5 separate regions of the Sus scrofa genome follow, and all the other regions are linked to region 1. The links are chromatin contacts, called in public HiChIP or PLAC-seq and promoter capture Hi-C maps. All regions are on one chromosome and are shown on one strand. The core of a region is the stretch at or near the end of the contact, and the rest is flanking DNA. Distances in the headings are between cores, read along the strand shown. Region 1 holds the start of SPRYD4 (SPRY domain-containing protein 4). Region 2 holds the start of NACA (nascent polypeptide-associated complex subunit alpha). Region 3 holds the start of MYL6 (myosin, light chain 6, alkali, smooth muscle and non-muscle). Region 4 holds the start of PTGES3 (prostaglandin E synthase 3). Region 5 holds the start of COQ10A (coenzyme Q-binding protein COQ10 homolog A, mitochondrial).

What was found. Promoter capture Hi-C pulls out the DNA fragments that hold promoters and counts their contacts. HiChIP or PLAC-seq counts read pairs in DNA pulled down with a chosen protein or histone mark.
Region 2: a contact with region 1 is called in an H3K27ac HiChIP or PLAC-seq map of alveolar macrophages. The contact joins the promoter of NACA here to the promoter of SPRYD4 in region 1. A contact is called at or near these places in 1 of 5 promoter capture datasets (liver) and 1 of 2 datasets of contacts at active chromatin or transcription factors (alveolar macrophages).
Region 3: an H3K27ac HiChIP or PLAC-seq map of alveolar macrophages shows a contact between it and region 1. The contact joins the promoter of MYL6 here to the promoter of SPRYD4 in region 1. A contact is called at or near these places in 1 of 5 promoter capture datasets (liver) and 1 of 2 datasets of contacts at active chromatin or transcription factors (alveolar macrophages).
Region 4: an H3K27ac HiChIP or PLAC-seq map of alveolar macrophages shows a contact between it and region 1. The contact joins the promoter of PTGES3 here to the promoter of SPRYD4 in region 1. A contact is called at or near these places in 2 of 5 promoter capture datasets (fetal skeletal muscle and liver) and 1 of 2 datasets of contacts at active chromatin or transcription factors (alveolar macrophages).
Region 5: a contact with region 1 is called in a promoter capture Hi-C map of fetal liver, with 2.8 times the contacts expected there. The contact joins the promoter of COQ10A here to the promoter of SPRYD4 in region 1. A contact is called at or near these places in 2 of 5 promoter capture datasets (fetal liver and liver), 8 of 47 Hi-C or Micro-C datasets (alveolar macrophages, blood, embryonic fibroblasts and 5 more) and 2 of 2 datasets of contacts at active chromatin or transcription factors (alveolar macrophages and skeletal muscle).

What each region holds. Positions count from the first base shown.
Region 1 is chr5:21,803,073-21,805,602 of Sscrofa11.1, reverse strand. SPRYD4 (SPRY domain-containing protein 4) reads right to left here and starts at 1,258. Exons shown (of 4, transcript XR_002344303.1): 1 at 1,104-1,258; 2 at 27-736. It overlaps MIP (lens fiber major intrinsic protein), which reads left to right and starts at 639. Exons shown (of 6, transcript XM_021092895.1): 1 at 639-769.
Region 2 is chr5:22,056,835-22,059,364 of Sscrofa11.1, reverse strand. NACA (nascent polypeptide-associated complex subunit alpha) reads left to right here and starts at 1,269. Exons shown (of 9, transcript XR_002343981.1): 1 at 1,269-1,530; 2 at 2,318-2,415.
Region 3 is chr5:21,558,067-21,560,596 of Sscrofa11.1, reverse strand. MYL6 (myosin, light chain 6, alkali, smooth muscle and non-muscle) reads right to left here and starts at 1,272. Exons shown (of 7, transcript NM_001163997.1): 1 at 1,239-1,272; 2 at 948-975; 3 at 1-85. The coding sequence starts at 1,241. MYL6B (myosin light chain 6B) reads right to left here. Exons shown (of 8, transcript XM_003126266.3): 6 at 2,026-2,103; 7 at 1,839-1,876; 8 at 1,602-1,712. The coding sequence ends at 1,848.
Region 4 is chr5:22,021,568-22,024,097 of Sscrofa11.1, reverse strand. PTGES3 (prostaglandin E synthase 3) reads left to right here and starts at 1,268. Exons shown (of 8, transcript XR_002344304.1): 1 at 1,268-2,530.
Region 5 is chr5:21,663,987-21,666,516 of Sscrofa11.1, reverse strand. It overlaps COQ10A (coenzyme Q-binding protein COQ10 homolog A, mitochondrial), which reads right to left and starts at 1,265. Exons shown (of 5, transcript XM_003126267.4): 1 at 921-1,265; 2 at 223-369. The coding sequence starts at 1,042.

The sequences.
Region 1 (2,530 bases), core at 9-2,508:
GAGAGGGTGGCTGGCTGTATGCCTACCTTTCACAGGACGGGAAACAAAGACGACTGAGATATTGCACAGAGGACCTGTCACTGAACTAGTGACAGGTGGGAGCTGGTACTTGCTTGGGCCACAATTAAAAGGTTTCGGACACTTTTTGAGCAGGAGGCTGGCCAAGAGCATGATTAGGGACTTCAGTGATGGACATATTAGAGGCCTTCTGGTACCTCAAGCCCTGAGTGAGTCAGCAGTTCTCCATCCCAAAGGGCAAAGGCAGGCACCACTGGACCCCGGAAATCTGTCTGTAGTGTATGGACCACAGCAACCCGGTTCACATCCACCAGGCTCAGCTTCTGGGCCTCATACTCCAGCAGCAGCCCCACCTTCTCTGGCTGCCCAATGCCCTCAATAGGGGCCTTCTCGTTGGCCAACATGGTGTGCCACTTGCGCTGGGCATAGGTGAACACCCAGGAACGGTCGTCAACACCGATGCAGCTATCCCGGGACATGTCCACATCTGCCACTCCTATCCGGAATTGCTGTGAGCGCTTCACTGTCACCTCCCAGTAGTGTCTGCCACTGGTGATCGCTGTGTCTGCCAACACCACTGCCCACTCCCGGAAGCGCTCCACATTCAGGGCCAATTTTGTGGGCTCCAATCCCACCATGCCATATTTGACACCTGTGTCACTTTTGAAGAGGGCCAAGCTGCTGTGGGCTGTCTTTTCTTCCAGTTTGAAACTGACGCCTGCCGGGCAGAGAAGAGAAACGGGATAATGAGGTGAGCTAGAACTCTAGAGCTAGCGACATACACATATTCTGATCTGAAGCAGACAGTCATGAGATTACCAGGAAACGTGAATCAGAATTTCAAGCGAGAACGACAGTGGGGGCACTTTAGTATGGATAGCCCAAGAAGCCGAAAAGCTTGGACTGGGAAAGCCCTAGAATTTAAGGAAACCAGAGAAGGTCCCAAGTTTGGAATCTCAAGACCAACGCAGATGGGGGAGGGGAAACGAATCGAAGGGACTGGAGTTGTTTCTCTGAGCAGGCTCTAAGAATAACAGACCGAAACTACCTTGGAAGTGAAAGAGAATAAAAGGGGGTAATCCTACCTCTGCGGGTTTCCGCGGCAGCAATCCCTAACCTTTTGGCTCCCCAGCGGCACAGGCACAGTGGACGTGCAAAGGGCAGCGCCATCTTGCGCTCCGGATGAAGAGGACACGCCCCCCATCTGAGACCCTGCTTTCCTCCCGCGGGTTCCCATCACACGTTGCGCGCAAGGGGCGTCGCGCGGTGTGATGACGTAGGGGAGCCAGCGCCTGGCAGGGAGCCGCCATTTTAGTGAGTTCTGTTTGGTTTCACCCGTGCTTGGTCCAATTTATAAAGTTTTTCTGCAGAGAGGAAAGCTGCTCACGTTTTAACTAAATAGGATCTTTAGAAAAAGGATGTAGCAAAATGGCTAGACGTACAGATCTTAGAATTAAACAGTAATTAGGAGTTCCCGTCGTGGCTCAGTGGTTAACGAATCCGACTAGGAACCATTCAGTTGAGGGTTCGGTCCCTGCCCTTGCTCAGTGGGTCGACGATCCAGCGTTGCCGTGAGCTGTGGTGTAGGTCGCAGACGCGGCTCGGATCCCGCGTTGCTGTGGCTCTGGCGTAGGCTGGCAGCTACAGCTCCGATTCGACCCCTAGCCTGGGAACCTCCATATGCCGCGGGGAGCGGCCCAAGAAATGGCAAAAAGACAACAACAACAACAAAAAAGAATTAAGCAATAATTGGATTCGAACCCGGCTCCTCTGTTTGGCTTTGGGCAAATCAGTTAACTTCTCTAAGCCTTAATGGTTTCACTTGTAGAACAGAAAAATGTCTAGCCGTCAGGCCCTAGTAAAAATTAAACCAGAGAACAATCTAGGATACATCTTGACAAATAGCAACCACTGGGTAAGTGGTTGTACTAATAAATACTGAGTACTATAAATGTTGGTTTTGTGTTTTCAGCGCTGGCAATGGAAGGTTTAACAACAGAGAAATATCACTATTTTGGTTCAGAATGGAACTTAGGAGATGGGTGATTATGGCGGGCCTACATTTTTAACATTTTTATTTTCTTGATATTCTACATCCCTGCGTTTCAGACTGTTCACTTCAGGTGGGAGAGCCCCAGTTTCCTCAAGATCTCAACATTCTGCTGGCCAGCCCAATAAAATTTCCCTGCTTTAGCATTACAACCACCCATGCTGTGGATATGTCCCTTGCTCAGGCCACTGTTATCCTTGATATGAATTGGGGCTTTTTTGTTTTAAATGTAACCTGGGAGTTCCTGATGTTGTGCAGTGGTTAAGGATATGGATTGTCTCTGTGGCCCAGGTCCCTGCTGCAGATCCCTCCTCCAAGGAACTTCCATATGCTATGGTGCGGCCAAAAATAAAGCTAAATAAATGAATGAATGTAGTAGCTTATAAACTGGTCTCCAGTTTCCATCCGACTGCTTTAATCCAATGTCCACACTACAGAGTGATTTTATGTCACAAATCTGAT
Region 2 (2,530 bases), core at 20-2,519, 250 kb before region 1:
AACATCGCTTCTCCTATTTGAAGAAAATGTCAGAATTTTTCATTCCTGATAAACTCCTCTTTTTCATTTAATCCTAATTCATTAACCCTAAGCCTCAGTTTATTATGGCAAAATACCAGAAAATTTAAAGTAGTTTTCAGTACATTTAAGTGCTCTGCTTATCTTAAAAGGCAGCCAAAATTGTCTTAAAGCCAGTAGCTCAAGTAGCGTTGGCTGATTTAGTAATTGTTGCGTCCTTTTGGAGAAAGGATATTGGAATCAATACCCTAGCCTTTTCATTTACAAAACACTTGTTACAATCTACCTTTCAAAACTCCTACTTTTGGAGTTCCCGTCGTGGTGCAGTGGTTAACAAATCTGACTAGGAACCATGAGGTTGAGGGTTCGATCCCTGGCCTCGCTCAGTGGGTTAAAGATCCAGCGTCGCCGTGAGCTGTGGTGTAGGTCGCAGACGCGGCTCGGATCCTGCGTTGTTGTGGCTCTGGTGTAGGCTGGCAGCTACAGCTCCGATTCGACCCCTAGCCTGGGAACCTCCATATGCCGCAGGAGCGGCCCAAGAAATGGCAAAAAGACAAAAACAAAAACAAACTCCTACTTTTGGGAGTTCCCTTAGTGGCGCAGCGAAAACGAATCCAACTTGGAACCATGAGGTTGCGGGTTCAATCCCTGGCCTCCCTCAGTGGGTTAGGATCCGGCGTTGCCATGAGCTGTGGTGTAGGTCGCAGATGCGGCTCTGATCTGGTGTTGTGGCCGCGGTGTAGGCCAGCAGTTACAGCTCTGATTAGACCCCTAGCCTGGGAACCTCCATATGCTGTGGGTGTGGCTCTAAAAAGACCAAAAAAAAAAACAAACAAAAAAAAAAAAACTTACTTTGTAAAGTGTGGGGTCCTGAGCCTCTAGAACAGATGTGTTTCAAGATAAAGTGTCCAAAATAGAGGCAAAAAGAATTGTATGTGTGCCTATGCTCGTTTTTTGTGAGGGGAATTTATGCCTTGATAATTTCAGTCTAAATTATATACTCCAAAAATAAGACAATCGAGGGTTAACCTAAGTCTCAGCTACCTTCCAGTGGTGTGAACAATCTCTGTGGCATTGGAATATTATTTAATACCTCACGTTTTCCTACATTCCTTCCTGAGAAAAGGAAGTCAGTAGTAACACCGCAGTGGGCTACATTGCCAACAGGAAAGCAAAGGTTGTTTCTCACACAGTTGCCCTTCGCGTATCAAAAATCCCTCGACCTGGGGGACAGGAAGGTGTCGGCTATCTAAGGACTACACGGCTCGGAGCAGAGTTCCTGCCAGGCCAGCGCGTCGCGTTCTGAATTCTTACCCTTATTTAGACCTTGTCACCACCCTTCCCGGGGAACAGCCGGACGGCTCACTGGTAGGAAGTGACTACAGGCAGCTCCTGACCCGGAATCGGATCCTGGCCCCGCCCCCTCCGCCAGGCTTCCTTCTGCAACAGGCGTGGGTCACGCTCTCGCTCGCTCTCTTTCTGCCGCCATCTTGGTTCCGCGTTCCCCGCACAGTAAGTGCTGTCTTCGCCACTACTTTTATCCGCAGCCATCCGCCTTTCTTGCTGGCTGAGCCGTCCCGAGGACTATCAGCTAAGGCGAACTGGAGGTTTTATGGGGCCACCGGGTTCCTACTCTGCCCTGGGCAGTGTGGCCTTGGGGCCCCCGGACAAAATGGGGTCTGCTGTTTATATCCTGGCAGTAGGGCAGAAAGGCCGTGAGCCGGGAGTCCAGGGCTGGGTAAATGGGAGCCATTGCGGCTGTGGGGATGGAAGTGGGGTGCGTCTGCTGTTGGAAACGGCTTCACGAGGACCCAGAGGAGGTTGAGGGGTCATAGCGTTGGAACATTCCCCCCCAACACACACACACCCTTCTTTAGTGTGACAAGTGAATATTGGGACTGAGGTCACCTTTCCTCTCCTGGTTCCCGAAAGTCGGGCAGACGGGAGTCCTGGAGGTCGTGACCCAGGAGAGGGGGTGAGGAGGGAGAGGTGGTTCAGTATAGCGTCTTCCGTCTCCCATGCTAGGGAGCCTGACGGGGATTCTCTCCCTCGGATTGAGAATGCAGCGATGATTGCTGCTCTGTAGGATTTGGAGTGTTGAATGAAACAAATTCCTGGGTACTGAGAAATCCGCTTTGTGGGAGTGAAAAAGCGATAATAGAAGGTGATTCTCTTCATCAGAGGATTACGTCGTATTTCTCACCAGTGTGGGGAGGGTTCTCCCGAACACCCGTCTTATGCAAAATTTTAAAGAGTATTTGACTGGGTTGGGCAGCAGAACGGATCCGAGTCAATTCAGGCCTCCTTTTTATTCCCTTCCTTCAGAAATGCCCGGTGAAGCCACAGAAACCGTTCCTGCTACAGAGCAGGAGTTGCCACAGCCCCAGGCTGAGACAGGTAGGTTCCCCTAGATCCTTGTTAATTAAGATTGACCCTAAAACCATTTGGTGGTAACATGACGAAGACAATACACTTCAGTCTTTTAGTGTTAACTCTATTAAAGACGGGGAGC
Region 3 (2,530 bases), core at 23-2,522, 250 kb after region 1:
AGGGCCCTCATCACGTCCCCACACTGGCTGTACAGGATCTTGCCATCCCCTGTTCGGTCAAACAGCTGGAAGGCCTCCTTGAACTCTGAGGATTCGGATAAACATCAGCACCTGGCAGGCACAGATGAACCCAAACCCTCCCTCACAGTCCCCGTTGCCCATTCAACTTTAATCACGCTGAGGAAACCAGATATTTATACCACTGTACACCCAAGCCCTCTAAGAGGGATCTAGTGTCCCTTCTTCCCAACTCAGGTGTCCCACATAAAGACAGCTCTCCTCAAGCCCTGGCAGAGTGGTAACTGCCATTTCCATACCCCCTCTGCCTACAGCAAGCCTGCCCAGCCTCCTCACTACAGTACTCAGGGCAGGAATTTGCCACCGCCCAGTCTGGGCCTTGTCCTTATAAGGAAGTGGGAGCAGCAGCCTGGGACTGGGGTCATCCCAGCCTGCCACTCTCACCCCTTCAGTACAGAAAGAAATCTTTCAGAGAGTATAGCTGCAAAGAAGCGTCCTCAACAAACTCCCCTGTACCAGCAAAACAACAGGTCACTGCTTCTTACAACCTTCACAATTCCAAGCTGGGGGAGGGGGAAAGTTAGCACAGGAGGAGAGAAGAGGCAGAAGGAGGTGATTAAGGAACAGAGGAGCACAAGCAGCTTAATACATCACTCCCGAGCCCCACACACGGCAGACATTGGTGGCCAAGCTGTTTCACATGCTCACACCACCTACAGAACTCACCCGGTGCTTGGGGCTCAGATCTAGAGTAGAAAGGGAGGGAGGAAGAAAGATTGAGAAAAGAAAATGGAGGCCCAGAAGGAGGGAGAAGGGAATCCACGAGGTACTCCCTTGTGGGTGCTGAAGAAATGACAGGTAGGGGGTAGGTGCTAGAAGGAATGTCCCTCTCCCTAAGCATGACCTCAGCGGGGTCAGAGATTACCTACCTGCGGTCTGGTCCTCGGTGAAGTCACACTGCTCGGAGAAGAGGGGAGCGATCAGCATCTTAACTCCAATCCCCCAAGCTTCCAGCCCCGTCCCAAGAACTCTGAACCACGAACTCCTGTTCCATCCTGGGCACTCTCGCTTCCCAGCAGGGCAGGCTCTCAACATCTCCAACCCCACCTCCAACCCTCAAGTCCCTTTGCCCCCTACCTTCTGCCTTCTCTTCGCCCCCTACCCCCGGCTTCCCGCCTCTCGCCCCCAATCCCGCTCATCCTCCCAGCCCCGGGCCCCACCATCTTGACTGCTTGGCTCTGCGGGACCTTTTCCTGCAGTAATGGCTCCGGTTCTCGGCCCAACCCTAGTCTTAGTACGTCCCAATGACGTCACCCTCCGTTGACCCAGCCAATAGGGATCCTGGCCCGGTCTTATGCAGATGCTGCTGCTACATTAGTAAGGAGGTGGGCGGGGCCCGCTGCGGCTCATTTTTCAGAATAGTCCTACCCGGGGCACAGAAACCGCAGAGGAGGGTGGGGTGGGGCGCAAGGAATCTCCTCCTGCGAGCCGCAGGAAAATCGGGGGATGTCGGATTTGGGAGAGGAGATCCCTCCCTTTCCTTCCTTCCCTCCCCCACCTCTGAAGAAAGCAAGAGTCGGAGGTTTAGGGGAGGAACCGTCACTTTATTTTGAAACAATAGGTGGCCTCCTAGCGGCAGGAACTTGCTTTCGCCCGCGAGGGGTAGGGGGACTCCTTGTCGAGCCCCACTGCACCTGTGGAAAAAGATGAACGTTGCCAAATCCTGGAGCTCAAGCGCGCAGCAGGACGTGGAAACGTATGTCTCTGGTAGAGGGAAGGGAAGCAGGCTGGCCTCACAAGGCGAAGTGGGAGGGCCCTACCTGTAGAGCTCAGACGCTCAGGATGTGCTTCAGGAAGGCTGCAGAGAGAGGAGGCAAGAGGGGCTTCAGAAGATGGTCTTGATAATCCATCTGACTTTAGATAATTTGGGCCACAGGACGCGCCCCCACATACGAGGAGCCTCATGCTTCCCCTCTTCCCCTGTCTCTTCAGCTCCTAGCCGCTCACCTTCATAGTTGATGCAGCCGTTGCTGTCCTCATGTCCTGCCAGAACTGTCTCCACCTCCTCTTCAGTCATCCTCTCTCCTAAACCCCAGACACAGCGTTTTAGCCCCTGCCTTCCCTCCCTCATCAACCCAGGCCTCATTCTTCTGGGTGGTACCTCTTCTCCCACCCTGGAGACTTGCCCATAGCAACAGTCCCCCAAGAGAATCCTGTCCTTGTAATGCGCATGCCTTGAATGCCTCCCAGCATCTTGCTTTCCATTTCACCTCAGTTACACCTGGTGAAAGCTCCACAGACAAGGAAACTGAATTTCAGAGGATTAAGAGACACATACCATATCACAGAGGCCAACCATCTCTTCCAAAATAGAAGCTCAGATCTCCCATCTCATCCCCTTTCCTCTGCCCTTTGGGAGGCATCTGTACCCCAGAAGCAGGCTCTGACCTTCTCGGTCTTCTGCCCATGACCTCCAGGACAGTAATCCCTCCCTGGCTCTGCCTGCTTGGCT
Region 4 (2,530 bases), core at 19-2,518, 220 kb before region 1:
CTGCGGCTCAGATTTGATCCCTGGCCTGGGAACTTCCATATGCCGGAGTGCAGCCCCCCCCAAAAAAAATTAAAGTTGTGAAATGAATCTAATACCAAGTACTTTCTTTCTGCCAATTCAGGTGGCAGACTTCTCTCCCCAAAACCCTAACCATACATGTTTGAATCTAGATTTTGCTCCCTACTGGATACAGAACTTTTTGATGAATTTGAAAAAGAGATCTGATACAGTTAGCTCCCATCAGCTAATGGATGAGATTAAAGGCATGGATAAAACCAGATTACAAGTTATCTGTGAAACTTCTGAGGAGCCACTTCCAGAGCTACACTAACATGAAATCCTTTGAAATATATCCAATGGGAGTAGTAAATAAACTATAAATTATGATGCAATGGATTTGAATTTTCAGAAATTTCTTGTGTGAAAGGCAGTTTTTCTCACAGCACTTGATAGGGGAAATTGCCAGTTTTTTCAGGTTGCAGACTTTTAAATGCCTATCTTCAATTCAGTTCCATTTTCAGTTCATCTTATGTTGTTGCCAAATTAATCTTTTTAGAACACAAATGTTACTCCCATTCAAAAAAACTTCAATAGCTTCCCACTGTCATAGAAATAAGTCAAAAACAATTAGCCTGATAATTAGTGCCACCATTATTTATGACCTACCTTCCCTCTACACTCTGGATTACCTAGGTCAGAGATTGGTAAACTTTCTGCAACCACTAATCTTTGCATGGCCTTCAAGAATGATTTTTACATTTTTAAAGGGTTGAAAAAGAAAATCAGAGTTCCCATAGTGGCTCAGCAGAAACGAACCTGTCTAGTATCCATGAGGAAGCAGGTTCTATCCCTGGCCTCACTCAGTGGGTTAAGGATCTGGCGTTACTATGGCTGTGCTGTAGGCCGGGCAGCTGCAGCTCAGATTTCAACCTCTAGTCTGGGAACCTCCATATGCCGCGGGAGCAGCCCTAAAAAGAGGCTACCAGTGGAATTGGAGTTGTAGCTGCTGGCCTTCACCACACCACTGCAACTTGGGGTCTGAGCCTTGTCTGCAACCTACACCCCAGCTGACCGCAAAGCTGGATCCTTAACCCACTGAGCAAGGTCAAGGATCAAACTCGCATCCACATGGATCCTAATCCAGTTCGTTTCTGCTGAGCCAGGAAAGGAACTCCAGACTCAAACATCTTGATGTATTTTGTTTTCCGAAATAAGCAGTAGGCTCCTTAGAATGACAGTATTTTTTTTTTTTTTTTTTTTAAAGGGCTACGTGGGCAGTATATGGAAGCTGCCAGGCTAGGGGTCAAATCAGAGCTGTAGTTGCTGGCCTACCCACAGCCACAGCAAGGCCAGATCTGAGCCGCAATCTGCAACCTACACCACAGCTGATGGCAGCTCCCCACCCTTAACCCACTGAGGCTAAGGATCGAACCCGCATCCTCATGGATAATCCAGTTTGTTATTGCTGAGCCACAATGGAACTCCAGAATCACAGTATTTGAGAGCTGGGGTTTAACTTTCTTTAACAGGATTGGAGCCTAGGGTCCAATGTCTGTAGTTCCCAACACCTGCCTTGCATAGCATAGACACTAATTAATGCTGCATATGAAGCTTCCAAACACTCTCCAAAATGTCTTACGGCACTTTCCTTAAACCTCCTCTGTGTCCTAACAAGCAGCGTATTGATGTATTTCTCCCTTACTTCCCGGCTAAGCGATTTCTAGAGTGGACAAGTTACCATTTTGATTCTCTTGGTTAGTAACACCCATTAGCACCTAACCAGGTAACAGCTGAAAAAAGATGAGGTTTCCCCCCTCCCCTACAGGATCAGCCTGGAGACTCCAAGTGTCCTGGTCTCTCCATTCCCGCAAACTTAGACTCATTTAATAACTTTCCTCTCGCATCAAAGCAGGTGCGAATGCCGGTCAGCCAAAGACCTCGAATTTCCGCGGCCCCTGGACAGGTTCTCCACCCCTCAGAAAGACGGCGAGGAGGACCCAGGCCTGTGACTCAGGTTAGCCCTTTCCCTCAAATATCACCAGCGGAGGCTTTGCCCATCTTTTTGCCGTAGACTGTTTTCTCAGTGAGCCGATGTACTCCCTCAAGTAACCGATCCCCTATTTCACTTTTCAAGCCTCCAGACTCTGCGTCCATCCGCCTCGGCCTTCCTCCCTCGGTTAACGCGACAGTTTCTCGGGGAGATCGCCCAAGGCGCGTGGCAGGGCGGTTAGGCGACCAACGGTTTCCACCGCGAGGAGGGGGGAGCGGGCAAAGCGGCGGGAACCAGTCGAGCCGGAGGCAGCCGACGTGGGGCGGGGCCAGCCCCGGGAAGGATCGCGAAGGAGCTGGGAAGCCCCGCCCTTTCCGTAGATATCTCTAGAAAGCCGCGCAGGAGCCCGAAAACAAAGAGTGCGCACGCGCGGCGGCTGGGCCCGGGCATTTTGCTGCGTCACCAGCCGCCGCCCGGCCTCACCACCCCTCGCTCGCACGCACGCACGTTCATTCTCCGTTCTCGCGCCCCTTTTCCTAC
Region 5 (2,530 bases), core at 16-2,515, 140 kb after region 1:
TGTCCAACTCTAGTCACATTTCACTTAATGCACAGCAACAAAGAAGGGGGAAATTAAGGCCGACAGAGGAGGATAAAGGATCGGTAATATAGCTGGGGAGAATGGGATGGCCAGGGATGAATCCTGCCCCCTATCGCCATCCTTATGTTCTAGCCAGGACATAGTTTTTTGTTTAGAGGGAAAGGGAATGTGCAGAGAAGCTAAACAGGAGAGGATGCTCACCCCATGATCCTACGCTCGGAGTAAGCCTTTCGCTTGTTGGTGAAGGGGGCAGCAAAGCCCATAAAGGAACGTCTGGGAGATAAGTCAGCCTCAGCCGCCAAGACCTGGACAGCCCGGGGCAAGAAGAGGCTGCAGGACATCAGAAATCTAAGGCCAAAAGGAAAGGAGAGAGAAACGTCACGAATCTTTCCTTGTGTTCCTCAACCAGGTGAAAGTGAAGAGGGGCATATCCCCGAGGAAGGTCGTCCAGACAAGCTTTCCCCCTAGCACCTGCTGCAGCCCGCCAAGCTCCCCAGCCAGGCAGTCACGAGTGCGAAAAGGTCGAGGGCGGCTGAGGACAGTGCCCAGAGAGGAGATGGGAAAAAGCGGGGTGCGTGCGAAGCTCCAGTTGCCTTAGACTGGAGGGTACGCTGTTGCTGAATGCGAGGGCTCTAAAGAAACATCATAGTCCGCTGAGCCTCGCCAACCGCATTGGTGCAGGATGCCCATGAGGGGCAAGAAGTGGTTCGGTACCCACCCTGGGGACTCCGCCTCGCGAAAAACTCGCAAAAGAGTCCCCAAAGCTCTGCATTAGATGCCACGGTGCCGCTGCCGTCCACGCTGCGCTTGCAGCCAGACTCGCAACCCTCCATCACGGAACTTCGGGGTACTGGAAGACCCTCTTTGCTCGCGCGCTGCCTCCCGCACCACCGTCTCACCTCATTGGTCCTGGCGGTCGCAGAGGGCCCGGGGGCGGGGCCGGGCGCACAGAGAAGCCACCGCAACCCCGGGCAGCGGCGCGCGTACCCGCCGGGAGCCGCCGCGCGCCCGCCGAGGCCATGCGCGCGACCCTCCCTTGCCCTTTTGGCTCTGATACCCGCTGCGCCTTCCTCACTCCAGAGGAAGAGCGGAGGGAAGCGATCGCTGGGCGAGTTCAGGGCCCCCGAGGGCCGGGCCGGCGGCTCCTCCCGCCCGGGCGACTGGGTAGCCTAGAACTGAAGCCGCGACCGCTGCTCCCGCGGCTCTCAGTACCCCCACGTCACGCTGTTGCCATGGCTCAGGACCCGGAGAGGGGGGAAGGAAGGGGACCACGCGGCCTGTCGGGAGATGTAGTTTCGCACCTCTGGCGAGAAAAGGGAGCTGGAGTTAGTGTTTGAAAGGATGCAGAACGAGGTCGCCAGGGAAACTAATTTAGCGAGTCCGTAGTCACAGACTTGATACATAAGCACAGAGGCGACTTCATGGGCCTGTCGACTGCAGAAGCCCGTGGGTCTTCTGAATGTTTTTCTTAGAACCTTTACCATATTTTGCCTTGTTTATAGTTAGAAGTTCCTTTGATCTTTGTAGCCTCCATAGTGCCTAGTATCTTTGAGAAAGAAAATTAAATTAACCTTCCAAGCTCTGGGATAAGAGTTTGCGTAGTTTTCTCTTTTGATATTTATAGAGGGAGTTCTCTTGTATCTCAGTGGGTTAAGGATTCAGCATTGTCACTGCAGCTCAGGTGGCAGGGTTCGATCTCTGGCCGGAGAACTGTAGGTACAGCCAAAAAAAAAAAAAAAAAGAAAAGAAAAAGAAAGAAAAAGATGTTTATGCTATTGCAGTGCAATTCAAGCCTCTCTGCTTTAGTCTTTAGAGCATAAATCTTTTTTTTGTGTGTGTGTGTGTCTTTTTGCCATTTCTTGGGCCGCTCCTGCGGCATATGGAGGTTCCCAGGCTAGGGGTCCAATCGGAGCTGTGGCCGCCAGCCTAAGCCAGAGCCACAGCAGGGCAGGATCCCAGCCGCGTCTGCGACCTACGCCACAGCTCACGGCAACACCGGATCGTTAACCCACTGAGCAAGGGCAGGGATTGAACCCGCAACCTCATGGTTCCTAGTCGGATTCATCAACCACTGCGCCACAATGGGAACTCCAGAGCATAAATCTTTAGCCATGCCCTCCACATTCAGGAAATCTTTAGCTGAGTAGTGTTGTGAGGGTGAGGGGATACAGCTAGCATCCATGAGGATGAGGATTTGATCCCTGGCCTTGCTAAGTGGGTTAAGGATCCAGCGTTGCCATGAGCTGTGGTTGTAGGTCCAAGAGATGGCTTGGATCCTGTGTTGCTGTGGCTGTGGCTGGCAGCTGCAGCTCTGACTCGACCCCTAGCCTGTGAACTCCCATATGCTGCAGATGCCCCCTCCCCCCAGAAAAGGAGTTCTCTTGTGGCTCAAGAGGTTAAGGATACAGCCATTGTCACTACAACAGCTTGGGTCTCTGCTAAGGCACGTGTTCCACCTGCTGGCATAAGAACACCTGCTGGGGGTAACTGCCAAAAGAAAAACAAAGAC